Linked DNA regions of Sus scrofa: region 2 is linked to region 1. The links are chromatin contacts, called in public Hi-C maps. All regions are on one chromosome and are shown on one strand. The core of a region is the stretch at or near the end of the contact, and the rest is flanking DNA. Distances in the headings are between cores, read along the strand shown.

The links. Hi-C and Micro-C count contacts between places; a contact is called where the count stands out from the background.
Region 2: a Hi-C map of skeletal muscle shows a contact between it and region 1, with 3 times the contacts expected there. The contact joins the promoter of GEMIN2 here to the promoter of SENP8 in region 1. A contact is called at or near these places in 1 of 5 promoter capture datasets (fetal liver), 6 of 47 Hi-C or Micro-C datasets (alveolar macrophages, heart right ventricle, liver and 1 more) and 2 of 2 datasets of contacts at active chromatin or transcription factors (alveolar macrophages and skeletal muscle).

What each region holds. Positions count from the first base shown.
Region 1 is chr1:169,595,278-169,600,674 of Sscrofa11.1, reverse strand. It overlaps SENP8 (sentrin-specific protease 8), which reads right to left and starts at 3,859. Exons shown (of 2, transcript XM_013992369.2): 1 at 3,660-3,859. It overlaps MYO9A (unconventional myosin-IXa), which reads left to right and starts at 3,904. Exons shown (of 44, transcript XM_021100912.1): 1 at 3,904-3,969.
Region 2 is chr1:169,673,065-169,678,090 of Sscrofa11.1, reverse strand. It overlaps GEMIN2 (gem-associated protein 2), which reads right to left and starts at 1,939. Exons shown (of 10, transcript XM_003121777.5): 1 at 1,755-1,939; 2 at 1,301-1,385. The coding sequence starts at 1,924. It overlaps LOC100627270 (a long non-coding RNA gene), which reads left to right and starts at 1,964. Exons shown (of 3, transcript XR_002346575.1): 1 at 1,964-2,046; 2 at 2,303-2,549.

The sequences.
Region 1 (5,397 bases), core at 2,610-5,109:
TAAACTGACATATCATTACCCAAATGGTCTCCAATAGTTAGATGAACAAAGTCAATAAAGGCTAGTCATGCTGAAGAAGGTAGTCTCTTGGAAAATCTGGCTCCAAAAAGTTACTTAACTTCACATTTCTCATTTGGATTAGTAATACCTGGATCTCAAGTTCAATTTTTTTTCCTTTGGCCATGCTTGTGGTATGTGGAAGTATCAGAGCCAGGGATCAAACCCGAGTTGCTGCAGTGACAGCACCAGATCCTTAACCCCCTTTGCCAGAGGATAATTCTTCGATTTTTCTGAATAACATGGTTAAAAAAAGCACATAATTTGGGGACTAGCTGGGATTTGGGGAGTTTTACATAGTCTAGCAATGGTCAGTTTCCAAAGAGATGGGTTACATGGGCCTTGAGGACTTCCTTTTTGTTTACTAGTGCATTTTACTCACCCAAGAGGTTTCAGGAATTGGCAAGGAGAGAGAAGTTTTGACCTTACAAAGTCAGGACTTAAAGTTGTAGATGGAATTTAACCAAGAAAGGTACTAGCAACATCTAAGAACTTAGATATGTGGTAAAGCCATTGCTTATCAGAAGTTCTAACATTATAGAATGCACTAGCCTTGTGACCACATAAAATGCTAATTAACTTCTACCTGGTGTGCACATCCTTGTTGAAAGGTATGTAATTTATTCCAATCTTTTTCTTTAGATTGGTCAGTCACACTGTGGAAATAAATTCAGCACTCTTTTAGAGATCACTTTATGATAAAATTTAGTTTTTAAAAATGTCAATTATTTATTGGTCTAGTCTCTTCATTCCTATTTTCTCTTCTGATGATCTAACCTACACATTACTTCTAGTTTATTTTCCAAATGGAACTGTGTTATTTTGCTCTAAATATTTAGTGTTTCTCCACTGTCTAGCAAATTAAGTACTAACTACAGCATGGCATTAAATAAATTCCATAAAAACAGCCCTAATCTATCTTTCCCAATTTATTTCCTTGTACTTCTCCCATATATAGCCACAAGCTTAGTTCTCTTGTAGGCCCAAATTCTTAGGCAACAGTGGATTACTACTGGTTACTATAACTAAGGCATAGGAAAAGAGAATAGCCAGTTCTCTATTCCCAGAGAGAGGCTGAGAGGTGAACCTTGCTCAAGCATCTTTCTGAAACAGATTTGATCTGTCATGCTCTCACTTAAAATCCTTAGATTTAGGAGTTCCTGTCATGGCTCAGTGGAAACGAATCTGACTAGTATCCATGAGGACACAGGTTCAACTCCTACTCCCACTCAGTGGGATCAGGGGTTGCTGTGAGCTGTGGTGTAGGTTGCAGATCTGGCATGCCTGCGGTGTAGGCCAGAGGCTACAGCTCTAATTTGACCACTAGCCAGGGAATCTCCTAAAATCTTACAGGTATCTCAAAATACAATTTATACTCATCATTGTTTTGAAAATACAAAATCAGTCCTGCTGCCAAATATTATTTAATGTGTAGTTAAGCACATATGTAACTACATCTCTTATCTGTTTTAATATTTTTAAAACTTTCAATGAAAAAGATCTCACTTATGTTTTTATGTATTTTATTTTATATATTTAAAAACATTATTCTTATTCTGAGATAGGATCCACAGGTCAGGCTGACCAAGTGGTCCATGACACAAGAGAAATTACTTTTACTTTTGGTATTTAGACCTATTAATTGCTCATAGTAAATATAACCTAAACACTTGAGCATGGAATTCAAAGTTCATTATCTGTTCACATCCACTTTATCATCTTTATCTCCGTCCTACCCCTACTTTTCATACTAAACCCTAGTATTTTAGACAATAGTGACCTTCTCTTATCTGGTAGCAGATAGACAAGTTTTTTAATTAACCACAGTTAATACAGTAGCACGGACTAGCTAGGGCTTTGCCTTATACAGACCTTATCTGTCTGCCAAGTGAATTCTTCTAAAGGTTTGTTTTCCCTAATACTGTGAAGTCCTAATAGGGCTGAAACTTAAATCTTTCTCATTCCTAACTTAAATGGTTGATGAAATAAATAATAAAAGGCAGATTCTAAATTGGCAAGGCACTGTATATAGTAATCTCTATGGGAGTGAAGTCAGTCTTTGAATCTCATCAATTGGCTTAACTCTGATCTTGTGGGGGATAGAAATGAGGATTCCCCTGAGCTCTAAGGCTGGATCCCCAGCTGATAAAACTTGGACAGAAGGAAAAGACAGAGGAAAGAGCAGTAACCGAAATGGGCCTGATTAAGACTGAAGGATGAAACTGTGCTAAAGAGAAAGCAGGAGTGACTCCTCCCATTACCCAGAGTAGTTATTCAAAACTTTCAAGGGTCTCATGCCATCCTGAACTCTCATCAAATGACTCCCAACTTAACATTACAGCGCCAACTACATCAACCTTCTGCCTTCCCCTACTTCCCAAACTTTCCTTTGCTATAGTTTGGTGGTTCTCAACCTGCAGCATTGGAGTCACCTCAGGAACTTTAAAAAAACAAAAACAACCAAAACTGATGCCTGGATTTGTTTAATTGGCCTCAGGTGGAGCAACTTCATTTGTTTTACTTTTTTCTTTCCTTTTTGGAGCTGCACCCGTGGCACATGGAAGTTGCCAGGCTAGTGATCGAATAGGAGCTGCAGCTGCTGGCCAATGCCATAGCCACACCAGATGCCAACTGTGTCTGTGACCTACACCACAGCTCATGGCAATCCTGTATCCTTAACCCACTGAATGGCGGAAGGGATTCAACTGCATCCTCATGGAGGGCAGTAGGGTTTATTACTGCTGAGCCACAATGGGAACGCCTGGTTTTACTTTTTAAAAGAATCCCAGGTGACTCTAATGTGCATACAAGATTTAATTCCACTACCGCTCCTGGTTCTGTAAATTACCCACTCTCACTCATAAACTGTCCACATCTTGGTTATGGTACACTTCATAACCACCTTAAAAGAAAACACTGTTCTGGCCCACACGCTTGTCCCTCACCTCATTACTTTATAACTCTTTATTACTCAAAGAGTGAGTAACTTACGCCACGTGGTTTTCGCTAACTGTATTCTATTCCTCTTTTTATTTCAGCGCCAGTACTGTCAAAAATATTTTTGTACCCATCATTCCCTCTGCTTCTATCTCTTATACCGCTTTAACCAGCTACTGCTCATTAGCTTTCTAACACAAATTAAGAGTGACCCAGAGGGTTTCCTCAAGTCATACACAATCAGGTGGTCCCTCTTCTACGCTCAAAGAATACCTTGTGCTTTTTTTTTTTTTTCTATTATAATTTTACTTTACTATCACGGAGGATTCTCTCATCGTCTCCAACATACTTCGAAACACTTGAGACTATTTCATTTGCTTCTGACTTTCTGGAGTCTAATGCACGGAAAGTGCTCAGTAAAAAGTCTGAGGGATGAAAAGAAAGAAGTACTAGGAAACGGAGGTCCGGGGCGGGGAAATGCTGGGGAAAGGGCGTGTGTGTGTGGAAACGGGGGCGGGAGGGGGGGGCGCTAAGGAGGCGGCGCTAAGAATTTTGAGCCAGAATTGGGGAGTGGGTGTGGAGACGCTAGAACTGCGTGGGCGGCAAAACGATCTCCTGCCCAGACACACCGACCGACAAACCGAAGTGGGGAGGAGGCTTCTTACCTGCCTCGGGCCTCACCTCCCCAGCCAGCCTTCAGGCACCTCGGTATTGGCCGGAAAGCGAGAGCTGCAGTCGTAAACCCAGAGTTTTCTAGCCCAACATTGCGACATCCCTCTCTAGAAGAGATAAAACCTAAGGCAGAGTTCCCAACTCTGCCGTAAGGTGAGGAAGAAAAGTTTGGGCGGGGCCGCCTGAAGCGGACGAAATGGGGCGTGTCCACGCAAGCGCATGCTGTACTTGCTGGCGGCATCACGTGCGGGGGCGGAGTCGGGCGAGCAGGCTGGCTCCCGAGGGCGGTAGGGGGCGTGGGAGGTAAGTGCGCGCGCGCTTGCTCTTCTGCAGCTGAGGAGTCGTGCGGGGCGGGGCCGCGTGCGCGGGGTCGGGGGCGCGCGGGCCCGAGCGGACTGGTACGTGGTGGCGGTTGACTGTGGCTGCTGAGTGAACAGCAAGGGTGGTGAGAGGCGGCGGTGGAGGCACCCGCGACACCCGCAGAGGCGGCAGTAGCGGTTGAGGCGGCGACTGAACGCGTGGTCTCAGGGCGGGTGCGGCCGGGGATGTGCCTGCCCAGGCCGGGCGGAGTCTCTCTGACAGGGCGGGGGATGCGCGGCGGCCGCTCGCCCGGACCCTAAGGCAGCTGGGCCCACCCTCCCGGAGCCGTCCGACCCTTGGTGATCTTGGCCTCTGCTGTCTCCTCCGGCCTGACCCTGGGGCCGAGTTTGGGAGGCGGCTTCCGCCGAAGAGGAGGGGGCTGCGGTGGCCACCGCGGCGGAGCCCGAGGTAAGACCCGCCCAAGCCGCCCAGCGGCCCTGCCGCCCAGCCCGGCCCACGTCTCGGTCTCTCTCTTTGGCTCCTGCGGGGCCGCCCCGCCCCGCCCCAGCGGAGACGCCCCGCGAGCTAGTCTGCGCTGGAGCCTCCCTGACACCCGATCGCTGCCCCGGGTACCCAGTGGACCCCACCCATCGTGTATTCCTTTGGCCAGGCACCATTCCGGCGCTCCAACCTCTCCTGGTGTTAGTCTCGGGCCTCTCACCCCATCACACCCCACTAGAACCCTCTTCGGACTCTCGTAGTACTCTTAAATGGGGCCTCGAGACTGTTGCATCCTCCTGTGAGCTGACCCAATCACAGTTCCTCAGATCCGTTTACGCTTGCCCTCTAAACCCATTGCGACCCCCAGCTCCAAGGCAGATCCATCGCTGCCCACTCCTCTTCCTAGCGGACCTGCTCACCGCCTAGCTGAAGCTCTTCCCTTACTCAACTCGTCTTTCAGATAGTCTATTTCATGATGCTCTTACTTCCCAAGAAATCTGGTGTCAGCTCCTCTTTAGACACCAGCAGCGGCCTCTTCTTCTAGACCTCCTTTCCTTAGGCAGACCTTAATATCTTTCTCCGAGGTCGTGATCCTTTCTTTGGTTGAAAGGGCTTTGCCGTGAAATCCTGAAGGCATTTTGCTTAGCCTAGTGTTTTCCCCCCAGCGGGGCTAAGGGGACCAATTGACACTCATGTTTGGAGGTTTAGTCTCCGGGCTTTAGAAAGAGGGAGATGGAAGATCATGGAAGCCCAGGGCAGGCGGTGTGTGCTATTGTAAGGTCACACAGCCTGCTTCTCATCTTCTGTAGAATGTGTGGGGTAGTACAGATCTGACATTTTAGGGACTTCTGGAAGGGTTAATTAACACAACAGTAATGAATGTCTCCATGTGGTATCATTTGTTTCACCTTCTTGTAGATTTTTACAGCT
Region 2 (5,026 bases), core at 690-3,189, 79 kb before region 1:
AAGAATCTTGGTATGAGTAGAATGTACTCAAGTAATTTAAGACTTTTGACTTTACAAGGTCTACTTCTGTTTCCCAAAATAGCACATAGGTGATAAATGATCACATATTGCCTTGAAATAAAACTTAGTATGGTCTTTTTTTTTTTTTTTTTTTTTTTTTTGTCTTTTTAGGCCTGCATCCATGGCATATGGAAGGTCCCATGTTAGGGGTCAAACTGGAGCTGTAGCTGCTGGCCTACCCCACAGGCACAGCAATGCTGAATCCAAGCCACATATGTGACATAGACCACAACTCACAGCAATGCCAGATCCTTTAACCCACTGAGCTAGGTCAGGGATTGAACCCATGACCTCCTAGTCAGGTCTGTTACCACTGAGCCACAATGGGAACTCCTAGTATGGTCATTTTTTAAAAGCCAGATATATAAGGTATCATCTTCCAGCAACTAAAAACTTCTGAAAAGGAATTACATGAAAACTATAGTGTCTGAATTAAAATCTCCTGATTATAAACATGAGATAAAGGAATTACTTAGAACATAAAAGGAAAAGGAATTATTACAATTTAAAAACAAATTGAATCCTCTCCTTCCACTGTGGGTTAAATAGCACCTCCTTAAGGAGACCTTCTGCTGCTAATCCCTGTTACTTATTGGTCATTATGTTAACTTTCTTCACAGCAAGAGTCAAAATACGCAATTAAATTGTTTGCTTTTCTTCTTTCTCAGGAGAATGTAAACTCTACAAGGGTAGGGACATATTTTTTGTTTCATCCTCTGTTGTATTTCCAGTGTCTAGCACAACAGAGTTGCTTTGTAAAAAGTGTGCTGGATAAACAAATGAAAAGGTTTACAGTGGCAAAATACCTAGAAAAGTGTAAGATATTTTGATTTCAAATTTTTAAAAAACAAAAGCCAGTCAAATTCAGAACATGCAAACTACATTAAAGTTAAATATCAGCCCAATAATAATTATGAAGAAGTGCAAAAAGATACCTTAAAAATAAAGGATAGCGTAAGTAACTTATTTAAAGCCTCCTTTAGGATTTGATCATCTTCTTAAAGTATTATGAGCAAATCTCCATGAATGCTAGGGTTACCAAAAGCCTCTATGGAAGCAGTAAATGGAATCTGTCCTTTTAGGGGACAAAGTACAAGCAAATGTCTAATTTACTAACTTACTACAGAGTAGTCAAATCTTAACTGATACTGCCTGATACTATCTGATACTATACTAAGAGCCTTGGTCTTTTAATTTGTAGTTGGGAGTGGGAAATCCCCTGACGGGTAATAAAACTCACAGAAACATTTACACTTTGCTTCCTTTTCAACTTCTTTGGGTCAATTTGAGCTACCACAACATCTGGACATTGAGCTGCTTCGATCCTACAAACAAATAATAAATGCAAGAAACGTGATTACTGTTGTTCATGCGCATTAAAACAAGCGATCCACTTCTACAGTTCATTACAAAATCAGAAAAAAAAAGTTCAGAATTGCAATTGAGGTACTAAACGATATATTTCTGAAATTATCTGGACTGAAAGCAAAGAAATTTAAGTTCACGTTATCTTCTCACGAGTAATCACGTTTAGCAAAATTAAGTTCATAGATGCAATGAAGGGATCTTGATCCGGTCCTAAACTGGAGACGGGATCAGAGACAGGGCTTTATCAAATTTGGTGGTGGGGCGAGGCACTGGGCGCTGTGCGCAGGGAGAACCACCAGCCCACCGCACAGGGTCTAATCACTCACTGGACCCGCCTCAGGTATTCCTGAGGAGTCCTCGGAGGTACGCTGGGATCGAAACCTTCTGTCAAGTCGCAGGGCTCCACTGGCAACAGCTGGGGCATCAACTCTTCCACCGCAGCCTCTGCAGGTACCCACGCCATAGTTTTCAATCCGGCCCGTCCTGCCCGGCGCATGCGCCAAGTCTAGGTCACAGCGCAGGCGCACAAGTGGGCGGGCGCCTTTGGCGCGGAGATGGGCAAGAGGCTGGGTTTAGGGGGCGAAGCTGCGCATGAGCTAACTCGCTGGTTGTCCTAAGGTTAAGGCTCGGGTGGAATAATGAAGACCAGGAATTTAGTTCCTGGTACTAGTGGTTCTGAAGTGTTTAAGGGGGGTTCCTTCTTTACTCTCCTAAGTAAATACTGAAGATTATTTTATGCATCCACAGTAGTGAGGGAACTTTAAATGTTTTTAAATTAATGAGCAGATTACTGTAATTATCACTTGTTGAGCTCTAAATTCTTAAGTCTCTGGTAGACACATCACATGCATTTCTTCTTTCTTTTCTTGGCTAGGCCTGTGGCATGCTCCCCTGCCAGGGATTGAACAAGCGCCACAGATGTGACCCAAGCCGCTGCAGTGACAACGTAGGAGTTTTAACCAGCTGCCCCACAGGGGAACTCTTCCATGGAATAGAAGCAATTGCTGTTTGAACAAAAGCTAGCAGTTTTAGTGACAAGTCTTGTCAGCATTTAAAGAAGAAAAGACAGGCATGAAATCAACCGTGTTGTAATTTTAAATGGCCATCAGCACCTTGACCTGGTATGTGCTACTTAAACTCTTATGCTCACGTTCATTTGTTATTTACAGGGATTGGACCAAATTATCATTAAGGTCTATTTGAGTTTGGAATTCTATTAACTCTAATGTGTAATTTATTAATTAGCTTTATTAACTATACCTGATATTATTGTAGTCTTAGGGCATGCAGAGTAGAACATATATGATGCTGAATATTACTTTTTCTAGTGAGTAGTTCAAAAATAGTTGGCCAGTGCTTTATAATGTCACCATCTGAACAAATGGAAGAGAATCCACGTTAGAAAAAATAAGTGCCTCGTTTATAGAGTAAACAAAAAAGAAAAAGTAGAGGTGAAACCGCCATCTAGTGGTGACCATGTAAAATTCCCAGAAATTTGTGTTACCATATTTTACCTACTGCTGGAATCTCCAATTTGGAAATCTCTGTGGGTTCAAAAGTAGGAAGGAAAATACTGGCTGTTACACATTAACAAGTGATTAATTAATGACTGAATAATGTTCAGAATACTTGCCCCCAGATGGTCCCTGGAAAAAAGTTCCAAGGTCAAATATCTTTGGGAAATGTATGCAAATGCCACTCTTAAAGATTCACAATGAATATTAGCATATTAAAACTCTTGACAAGTCAAGATACCTATTGTACATAATTTTACTGGTGTTTTTGACCACAGGACCTCTTTCTCTCTCTCTCTTTTTAATATTCTCTGGCATTGTAAAAAATGCCAGTCTGAAGAAATAATGATCATAGGAGTAATTTGGTTTTTTTTTTTTTTTTTTTTTTTTTTTTTTTTTTGCCATTTCTTGGGCCGCTCCCGCGGCATATGGAGGTTCCCAGGCTAGGGGTCTAGTTGGAGCTATAGCCGCCGGCCTACGCCAGAGCCACAGCAACGCGGTATCGGAGTCGCGTCTGCAACCTACACCACAGCTCAGGGCAACACTAGATCCTTAACCCACTGAGCAAGGCCAGGGATTCACCCGGCAACTCACGGTTCCTAGTCGGATTCGTTAACCACTGCGCCACGACGGAAACTCCAGGAGTAATTTACTTTTAAAAAAGACTTTTTTTTGGTGGTGGTGGTGGGGACTTATGTCAGATTTTACATTTTTACTCCCAATCTAAATATATAAAAATGATGATAATATAACTGTCTAGGTTTTCATGCCCAACTCATGAATATTTCGGGAACATTCATTTTGTACCAATACCGGCACAACGGGTATAACTAAAAGCAAACAGTTATAATTAGTTGCATGTTGGTAAATGTTTAACAAGCTTCCTTCAGATTCACAGACTGATATCAAATCCAGGAATGTCTATAGATTAAGTTAGAAAGCTGGTAAAGATTATTTCTGGAGATTCTCCCTTTCTCCAATTCAGTTTGACTCTTTTCTCCGGAGCTCAAGAAATTTTCCATTTTCTCTCTGCTCTTCCTCAGATCGAAACCTCTTAGCTTTCAACATATCAGGAAAAAAAAAAAAGAAGAAAAAATAGCCTTTATCATTTACCATCTGGGTCCAGTGGATCCTTTTAAATTTTTATAAATTTAAGTCACTTCATGAATAATTCATATGCAGAGTAAAGGAATATTCAATAAAGCTGTTATAAAAAAGTAAAGGGATAATGAAATACAACTTTATTGGAAATTCAAATAAGTATCTAAACATAGAAAACTCCAATTTTTATTCCATATTTTGCTGGTTTTGAAGGTTCTATTATCTTGGGTAATTTTATTCTTTTTCTATTTTCTTATTATTTTAGATATTTTAAAGCATAATTTGGAACAATTGGTGAGTAATGGTGAAATAATGATGAAGTAGAATGTTTCAAGAACAGGAAAAATAAGATTAGTAAGATTCCATGATGTATCCTAGATTTATAAGAGTCCAGTGGACCCATATGACAATTGCAAATCAAATAAGTTTTATTCTTTTTTTAAAAAATAACTTTTCTCTTTGTTCTCTGGAAGACCTTTAAGAAAGAATAAAAGTCATGAAAGATGAATCCTTACAAATATAACTCCCAAAAGAGAAAACCTCAGAAAATTAAAGTTGGGTCCAGCGGGTCCTGGTGATACATCCAAGGGTTAAATGCTTAAACTCATTCACTTTAAAGTATACAAAGACAGATATAAATGAATTTGTTACCAATCAATCCTAACATTTGTTTGTTTGTTTTTATATACAAATCTTCAGAGTTAAAATCCTAATGTGAAGTAAACATTTCGGTTGATGACACCATTTCAAATGATGGTTTAACAATCCATAGTTCCAAATGAAAGTTCCAGATGGGAGGTCTCTTTGACCTTATATCAAACAATTTATTTTTCTTTTTTTTTTTTTTTTTTTGTCTTTTTGCCTTTTCTAGGGCCACTCCCACGGCATATGGAGAATTCCCAGGCTAGGGGTCTAATCGGAGATGTAGCCACCGGCCTACGCCAGAGCCACAGCAATGCCAGATCCGAACCACGTCTGCAACC